Linked DNA regions of Anser cygnoides: region 1 is linked to region 2. A link is a contact called in public Hi-C data. All regions are on one chromosome and are shown on one strand. Each heading gives the region's core, a stretch centred on a gene start, on an enhancer-like site or on the middle of the called end of the contact. The rest is flanking DNA. Distances are from core to core; before and after follow the strand shown.

Region 1 (4,456 bases), core at 128-2,627, 34 kb before region 2:
CAAAGGGGCTTACTGGCGCGGGATGGACTTGTATTTAGCATTTAGCTTGTGCTACACTTTGTCCTAATTGCTCCCTCTCAGGAGCAGGCTCCAATGCCAAGAGAACTTCCCTTCTCTGCACTCACGCAAGGGCCGACCAGTCAGACTGGCTTATCAGAGCCCGGCCGAGGGAGTTAAATAAACTCGGGCAGAAAGCAATCAAGGAGGCGACGTGTAAACCCACAAACAATAACACGGCTGCAACAGAACTGAACTCCTGCCAACTTTAATTATGTTTGGGTTGGACAGTGCATCTTTATTGTTTGGTAATGAAGGTAATAAAATAAATTAGCCCAGGCCTTTTAATATTAAATAAATGTATTTTACAGCTGCCTGGAAGAAAGATAAAGACTAAACAGTTTTGTGACACGCAGGGTATTGCTGAGGCCCGATTGAACACGAAGTGCACTCGGCTTACGGGGCACACTCTGCCCTGAGCACGAACAAGTTACCTCCTCAGGCTCCCCCATGCCACGCTACGCGCACACCAGCTGGAGGAAAACCACCCCCGTGCCAGCAGGACTAAGCAGCAGTGACACGAGGTGGGTACAGCCCGTGTGCGCTTGGGGCAGACGGGATATTCCTGGTTTGTTTGCTGCCCCATGCTGGCTGCGGGGCTGGAGCCACCTGTCTGCGGACTCAGGAAAACAGTTACTTGCCCCACACATTATTCCAAACGGGAATCATTTCCCCCACAACCTTAAGGGCTAGACTGATTTTTTTAAATCGTCATTATCTTTACTTAAGACAAATTCTGTGGAAGTTTTGGCTGCCATCCCAACGTAACCTCTCCCAGCATCAATGCACAATCCGCTTGGGCTGAGCAGAAGCTTCGCCCCACAACTGCTTTGCTTTGTCCTGCGGTTGGATGAAGTTAACTTCACCTGCACCCTACTCAGACATCCCGAAACACTACACACATCCACGATCCATCCACAGCCTGAAGAGCTAAAAGCTAAGAGAAAGGACGTGGCACTAGAAAAGCCACGCTGCCTCTGTCACAGGACAGAACCAGCCTCAGCTCCGGAGCCCGGCCCCGCTGCACCGATCTGCCCCGACGCACGCATTTTCCTCCTCCGTCTCCTTACTGTGTGGAAAAGGAGTTTCTTGAAGGACAGGCTTGAAGCGTGGTTAGGGAAAGCACAGAGAAACAAATATCAACTTTTGGCCTGATATTTGAGCTTGAACTTGACAAACTGATAGCTCAAGTTTCTCTTGCAGCTGAGCTGGAAACAAATCCCGCTTACTTTCCAGAAGAGGCACTGCGATGGCAACAGCTCACATTCCACACCACCAGCGTTAGCTAGAAGAAAGCCTGCTCCGGACAAAGCCTCGCCAGCACTGCAGGGAAAGAAACGAATACCTCCTCCACCTGGCACACGGCCATCCTCTACTCATCCCGGCATGCCCCTGAAGGTGCTGTTTCAGCAACATCCACTGCTCGCAAAGCCAGGCTTCAGGTACAAGCCCACTGCATGCACCTGTGCGAAAGCAGGAAGATGGGGTCTTGCGGGGTGTGAGGAGTTCAGCCCAGTTTGATGGGAGACGAGGGAGATGTTGATTCAGTTTAATCACCGCGAGCTGGAGCCCACAGCACGCACGTGGCGTGTGCTAGCGGTGATTAAACACAGTTAAGAGGGAAGAAGAGAGAAAGTGCAAAAGGAAAGTTTGGAGAGCCCAATATGCCTGAGATTACACAGTCACCGATGGCGAACCGAGACGCTCCATCCTGCCAGGAACTCCTCTGAGCTCCAACACACCCACAGAACGTTGGCTCTGTGGCTACTGCTGGAAGACCTGACCCCACGGCTAGTGTCAGGGCGGGCAGCCAGCAGCAGGACAGAGGCCCCTGCCAGCCCACGGTTCAGCTCTCTAGCTAGACAGCTCCAGGAGCAGAAGAGACAGCTCACACCTCATAAAAGCATCACCAACTGGCCTTGCCAGGGAGGCAGACTTTTGTTAAACAGTTGCACTTCCCCTTTTCAACGTGGCATAATGGTAAACAGGGAGACAGATAACAGGCCCCAGCCCCAGAGAGGACAGAGCAGTGAAATACCGGGGAGCCAGTCACACGTGGAGCCCCCAGGAACGGGCACGAGTCGGTCACGACCAGAAAACTGCCAAGCTCTCAGCTTCCAGCTGTCATTTACGTTCGGAGCAGATCCCCACCTCTACTCCCATTCTCTCCACCGTAATCCTTTCCCTGTGGCTCCAGACCTCCGGGCAGACAGCCAGCACTGCTTCCCCTCTTTCTGTCCGTCCCAGCATCACCTTCTCGAGTCAGCAGGGCAAACCCCAAAGCCTTTCGCACCGTGGGAACACCGAGGTAGCCTACAGCACGCTGCTGAAGCTGGGGGTGTGCTGAATCAGGAATCCACATCGGCCCTCTCGTGCCCATTGTTGCCATTCCCCCTGCACAACTCACCCTTCCCTCGCCAGGAAAGCAGGCGGCAGCAAGGAAAGCTGCCCTCTTGCTCTGTGTTCAGACTCCAGTTTGACCATGCTTTGTCTCGGCCAGACAGAGGTTTCAGGCCACAGAGGATGGCACACGGCCTGCGAAGAGGGGATCCACTGAAGGACCAAGCAGCCCTCAGCATTTCCAGGATCATTTCAGGCACAAAACATTGTGAACAGACAGCAACCAAAGGAGGGAAGAAAAACTACCTTTCCCAAGTTCTTGTTTGCTGAGGACAGCTGAACTGCAGGCTGTCAGGGATAACCGTGTTAACCTGTGTGTGGTTAAGAAAGAAAAATCGCAAAGGGACCCAAAGAAACACGAACCCAAGCCGCTTTCATCCAACCTTCAGTGCTGAGTTTGAGCCAAAAGCCTCAGAAGACCTAACGACTTACTGTTCTACTTCCGAACACATACTAGCACACACACTTGACTGCCTGGCACCACAAAATTAGCTCTCAGAACAGCATCTTGAGGGACTCAAGTGCCTGTCAAGCTTTGCTTACATCCCACACGGCTCGGCTTCTTTCAGCCGGCAGCCACCACGCAGGCTGGGAGCCCTGCAGATTAGGCTTTTGGAGGACGGGCACCAGCACTTTGCTGGTTTTCCTGCTGCACGGCTCTGGTTATTTCCGAGCTCCATGGAAACACAGCATAAAAGAGCATGCGAGGATCCCACAGACCTTTCTCCTCTCCCACGGTGACGAGAGCTGGATATTAGCTCGCTGTCAACCACCAAGCAGCATCACTCTGTGTGATTACAGCAGACAGAACGATTAGTCTGTCAGCCAGAGCTCTTTTAAGACACTCATCTTCAAGACTGGCCTAGGGAAGAAATATAAAGTACTTATTTCCCCTATAGCTAGGAAATGTGTTTTTTGTTGTGTTTTGTTTTTGCAGAGATCCCTACAGGAGTCTAAAAACAACTCCACAAAGAGAATTCAGAATAATAAGAAGAAATCCTGTGACAGATGTATCCAAAATAACGGCATTCAGGGCGATTGGCACTCTCAGCTAATTTCAGCAGCTGCTGCTCTCCGAGCCGCTGAGAGAGGCAGCCTGCCTGTAGCCCAGCACCCTCCTTCCAGCTGCTAAACAAAGAGGTCTGGGCTTTCCAAGTGACAGCCCATCGCTGCCCAAGCACACTGACTATCCCTCTGTCCTTCTGGCTACAAAGGGCGCTCGGCCGAAGGCTGTCAGCAGCAGGCAAGCTACAGCTGTTTACAAGAGCTTTTGCTAGACGGCCGTTAGCATTTCCGAAGCAGAAGTAAACTTCCTCCGCTGACACAAAGGAAGTCGCCCTCTGTGGGAACAACACCTCGAGACATGCAGCCGTGGGACCCTTCTCGCACCGCTCGCAGGACTGGGACCGTGCCCTGCTCAGCACAGGCGGCAGGGAACAGCGGTTGGCAATGCCCCTCGTGCAACGTGATGGCTTTTCCTCCAAACAAATCCAGAACCCCACCTGGGGGCCTCAGCACCCCCCAGGAGCTAATGAGGCTGGCGAGACCCCGCAACTACAGAGGAGAGGGGTTTGCCACCTCCCTGGGCAGACCTGCCAAGAGCAAAACAAGCCGACAGCAGCCCTTTCAGCGGGCTGCAAACGGAGCCAGGAGCTTCCACAGGAAAGGACACGGCAGTTTAGCAAACACAATTTCATTTCCATCCCCTGAACTAGGTCCTGGTGCTTACTGGTTGTTGCACAACACTTCTCCTCCAGGAACCGTACTTCTAGAATACCGCACTAGCTGTACTTCTCAAACTGGCAGCTAACGCTCGGGTAGCTTTTGTTTCAGACCCACACAGAGGCCCTGTCTCCTCTGGAACGCGCCAGCTGGAAGATGAATTGACAAGCAGCAAGTTTACCACCAAGAAAAGCTCGCACAAAAAGGAAGAAGTACTTATTCACGCAGTACGTAGCCAACTGCGGGAGCTTCATGCCGCAGGATGCTGCAGCAACAC
Region 2 (4,863 bases), core at 1,823-4,322:
TGATTGCACACATCCCCTATCTCTGTCTCTTCCCTAATGATCTTCCTCAATTAAAGCCTCCGCTTACTCCCCAGGTAGCTTGCAAGTGCCGTGATTTCTTTATGGGAACCGGAACCATGATAAGCTGGGGGAGCTTTTATCACTTGCTTTTATGGGAGGTTTTAAAGTGAGTCAGCAGGCTGAGCAATGGCAGCTCCACTCCGGGTCCCCCTGCAACGGCGGAGGTCCCTGGAAGCCACAGGGACACGTCCAGCAGGGATGGAAACTCTTTGAGGAGCTAAATTGCAGTGGGAAACTGTGGGTCCTGCTTTAGAGGGAGAGAAAGGGGACAGAGGGTTTGCTCCCACACTTAGTGACCCTCCTTGTTAAAAGCCCATCCCATATTTCCAACCTATTTCCAGTCTTCCTGCCGCTGGCTCCTTCTTTCCCTCAGCTGTTTGCTCATACCCAGGAGAGCTGTTAGCAGCAACCACCTCCCCACGGGGATTAGCTCCTGGGTGCCTGTAAAAAATGGCCTAACTTGCAAATTTCTGCCAAAGGGGAATAAAACCACAGCTTCTGAGTAGCTGGAGAGGGTGCTGAAACCTGGCTGGGGGATTAAGCATATTCCCCAGGTGTCACCCACCTTTGTGACACCTCCCTTTGGCTGCCTGTCCCCGAGACTGCCGGCAGTCCCCTGATGTCACAAATCTGCCCGAGACAGGGGGGCTGTGGGGATTGTCCCCCATCCTGCCTCTCCTCCCCTTCCCTGCACCCCAAATCTGACACGGGGGGAACCCCACAGCAAAGCCCCCAGCCACGGGGGGAGGAAAGGAGGGGAGAAAGGTGGGGGACGGGGACGCCGCCGGTCCCCAAAACCAGAGCGGGGTCTGAGGGCAGCGTCCCCAACCCTTTCTTGTTTAATTAACACCCTCCTGGGAACGAGGGGAGGCTTTGAAATGAGGGCAAAATCCCAAAGAGGGATTTGGGGGCCAGCAATGGGGGAGAAGCCCCCCGAGGGCCAGGGCTGAATGCCAGCAGGGCGCAGCACCAGGCAGGGCGGTGCGGGATCCCAAATCGCTTGGGCGCTCCTGAAGCATTTTCGTCCCCTCCCGGAGCGCTCCTGTCCCCTCTGCGCTGGCTTTGGGACGTGAACGCCCTCGTGTGGCGCCTGCCACACCAGCGCTGCGTGCGCACGGGGCGGCTTGCCTCCCCGAAAGGCCGGGCTCCTGCGCTGGGGTTTTTTTTGGGGGGATGCTCATTTGGGGAGGGGGAACCCGGCAGGGTCTGGATCCCACATCCCCACCGCCCCTGGAGCTCTGGGTGCTGCAGGACCAGCCGGGCTCGCTTTCCTTTGGGGATTTGGTGTCTTTTTTCAGTCTGTAGGTGAGTTGCTCGCTCTTCTTGCAGCACTTCTGCCCTGGGCAGGGTGCAGAGGATCCCACACGGGTCTGTGCCTGCATCCGCGGCTGCATTTCTGGTGCAGGCAGACACACGAGCCGCTTTCATTTCCTCCCAGCACCGCTCTGCTCGGTGGCTGGGCAGGAACCAGTGGCGAAAAAGTGATGCAGGCGAGCAGGACCCGTCCTGCACCCGCTCAGCATCGCTGGGGACAATGTGCTCGGCGCAGGGAAATCCACGGCAATCCCCCACGGCACGATGGCATCATTCTTGGTCTGCAGGCAGAGCTGCCAGCACCATGTCCCCAGAGCCAGCGTGTCCCCCCCATCCCCTCCTGCCCCCTCGGTGACCACCAGAGCCCGGTGCCCACCCCAGTGAGGACACGAGCCCCGGGATGTGGGGGGGTCCCGGGGGGCTGCGAGCGCTGTGCCCTGGCTTCCTGCTTGGCCCTACATGGCCACGGCGCCTCGCCGCACAGGGCAGGAAGTGACAAGCATCTCTTTTCTTGCGAATCGGCCCATTTTCTTTGATTTTTTTTTTAATTTGGTTCGTTTTCTTTCAGAATGCTGCCCTGCCACAGCTCCGTGCCGTTCCCTCGGGTCCTGTTGCAGCCCCAGGGCACGGCTGGGCGTTTGGCAGCCAGGGCACACCGCTGACTGAGATCCAGCCTGACACCGAGCAGAACCCCCAAACCTTTTTCTGCGGGGCTGCTCTCATCCCCCACGTGTACACGCATCCAGCCATCCCCTATGGTCTTAATGTCGGTTATCTGTGAGAAGGAGCCACAGAGTCCAGGAGCTCTGGACTCTCTCGAGCACCTCCATGTCCTTCTGGTAGTGAGGGGCCCAAAGCTGAACCCAGCACTCGAGGTGCGGCCTCACCAGAGCAGAGCACAGGGGGACGATGTATGGAGGAGCAAAGATGATGTATGGAAGAGTGAAGATGATGCAAGAAGGGAGCCAAGGCGATGAAGGGGCCAAAGGTGATGAAGAAGGGACCAAAGGTGGCATAAGCAGGGAGTAAAGAATGTGAGAAGGGACCAATGGTGATGAAGAAGAGGCCAAAGGCGATGTAAGAAGGGAGAGAAGGTGAAGGGAAAAGGGATGAAAGGCAGTGTAAGAAGGGAGCAAAGGAGATGTAAGAAGGGAATGAGGGTGATGAAGAAGGGGATGAAGGCGATGTAAGAAGGGAATAACAGTGACGAAGAAGGGAATGAGGGTGATAAAGGGAGTAAGGGTGAAGGGAATGAAGGCAATGAAGAAGGGAAAGAAGGCAGTGTAAGAAGGGGTGAAGGCGGTGTAGGAAGGGACCGAAGGCGGTGTGAGAAGGGAAACCGGCTGATGCAGGAGGGAATGAAAGGCGAGGTAAGCAGGGACCAGAAGCAACGCAGGAAGGGACCGAAGGCGATGCAAGGAGACCAGAGGCGTTGCAGGAAGCGCCCGAAGGCGGCGCCCAGCCGCAGCCCCCCTCCCGCAGCCCCGGCCCGGTGCCGGCGGAGGCCGGGCGGCGGTGCCGGTGCCCGGCAGGTGGCGCGGCGGGGCCTCGGCGGCGGAGGCCGGCCCCGGGCGCGGCGCAGGCGCTGTGCTCCGGGCTCCCCGATTCCGGCCGCCGCTTCCTCCCAGCCAGGCCCCGGCCGGAGCGGGCCGGACCCCCCCGCGCCCCCAGGCCCCGCTCCCCGTCCCCTCGGCGCCCCCCCCCGAGCCCCCAGACCGGGCCGAGCCTCCCCGCCTCCCCGCCTCCGTCCTCCCCGCCGCGGCCCCGGCTCGGCGGGGCCGGGAGCCGCCGGGCTGCCGCTCGCCTTCCTCCGCCCCTTCCGCCCCCCCCCGAGCCCGGAGGCCCCCGGCGGCGCCGCATGGAGTACCCGGCGGCGGGCTGAGCCCCTGCCCGGCCTCGGCCCCCTGCCCGGCCTCGACCCCTCCCTCGGGGCCTCCGCGGGGAGGTGAGTACCGGCGGGGGGGGGGGCGGGAGGAAGCGGGGGAGCCCCCCCCGGGGGCGGGAGCGGGGCTGGGGGTGGCCTCGGCACAATGGGACCCCCCCCCGGCGAGCCGAGCATCACCGGAGGCGGCGGCGGGTGGCAGCCTCCGCTGGGCGCGGGGAGCCCGGGGAGGGTCCGGAGGTCCCCAGGGGGCCGGGGGGGGGCTGCGGGCTGGCCCCCGGGGGAGCCGAGAGGGGCTGCCGGGGGCCGCAAGCCGTGCGGAGGCCGGGGGGAGGCAGGAGGCCGAGCCTCCGCTGGCGGGGTGTTGGGGAGCCGCTCGGCAGCCGTGGGGGGCGCTGGGCGTCGCGGGGCGCCGGGCGTCGCGGCGCAGGTGTGAAGGGTCGGCGAGGCGGTGGCGGGCTATCGACGGCCCCGCACGGCGCCCGCGAGGCTCGTCGAGAGCAGCGGGGCTGCAGCTCCGTCTGGGGAGGCGGAGGAGGCTGCCGGCCTCTGCTCGGACGGCACCGGCCTCGCTTCGTCCCCTCCGGAGCCGCGCAGGCACCCGCGGGCGTGGATCCCAGAGAGCATCCCAAAGGCTCTGCGGATGGAGGAGGTCCCTGGGGATCCCACCCCGCCACGGACAGAGTTTGAGGACGGGGAGTGGAGGCTCGGGCAGCGAAGGGATGGCAGCGATGCAGCAAGAAGCTTCGCGACAGCGAGCGGCGTCGCGATAAACCCCGCGGGACGCCATCCCGTGCCGTCCATCCATCTGTCCCCCACCACCACCAAGCATCAGAAATTTCTGGGACGATCGGGTCCGGTGACACCACTCCAATTTTGCAGGAGAAAAAGACCAGGAAAACCCCCGCCGTGCTGCGCCACGGAGGCTCGGAGCAGCATCTCAAGCGCTCACAGGGCCTCCACCTGCCCCTGACTATCCCCCAGGCGCCTTTTGTGGTTTGACAGCAACACCGTGTCTCTCTCTCTCTCATTTTTTTTCTTCTCTTTTAAAAAAAGCAAATAGAAAAGGAACAACACCCCCTTTCCTCTCTCGGGGCCCGCCGCTCGGTGCCCAGGCAGTTGGAGCAGCGAAACCGTCTGCAAGAGCGCAGCCAAGTCGCTGATGAGATAAAGGAGGAACGTTTTTCTTTCGATTATGGTAATCGTAGGTGTTACTTGTAATAACAGTCGATAAGATCTCTTGGAGAGAGTGAGGATGTTGTCTGTTTTTGGGCTGCTGGTTTTTTTTTGAAGTTTAAAGAGGCTCGGGTCGAGCGCGGGGAGGCGTTCTGCTGGAGGCTGGAGGGATTTTGCCGAGCAGGGTGGATGCGCGGGGAAGTCTTCCCCGTGCGAGCGACGCTTCCTTCAACATCCACGCTCCAGCTTTCAGCCAAAGGGCCTCGTCCCGGCCCCACAGCGCAGGGACAGGGCGGCGGCAGCTCCTCCGGGAGGTCACGGGGCTGTGGGAAAGGCAGCTTCCTCCAGCGCTGCGGGCAGGAGCATCGCGCGCGGAGGCGACCGGCTCTCCTAGCGCAAAGCCCCAGCTGGGAGGTTTTTTTCCTCGTTTT

The links. Hi-C and Micro-C count contacts between places; a contact is called where the count stands out from the background.
Region 1: a contact with region 2 is called in a Hi-C map of granulosa cells, with 2.2 times the contacts expected there. The contact joins the enhancer-like site here to the promoter of CSK in region 2. A contact is called at or near these places in 5 of 7 Hi-C or Micro-C datasets (fetal liver, granulosa cells and liver).

The regions. Positions count from the first base shown.
Region 1 is chr11:12,961,517-12,965,972 of Taihu_goose_T2T_genome, reverse strand. All of the region lies in intron 4 of EDC3 (enhancer of mRNA decapping 3), which reads right to left. Among named protein-coding and RNA genes, the nearest start is that of EDC3, 15 kb to the right of the region's middle. Within about 2 kb of position 1,377, at least 1 of the 3 cell types and tissues checked has open chromatin away from gene starts, as enhancers often do.
Region 2 is chr11:12,928,428-12,933,290 of Taihu_goose_T2T_genome, reverse strand. It overlaps CSK (C-terminal Src kinase), which reads left to right and starts at 3,072. Exons shown (of 13, transcript XM_067003785.1): 1 at 3,072-3,319.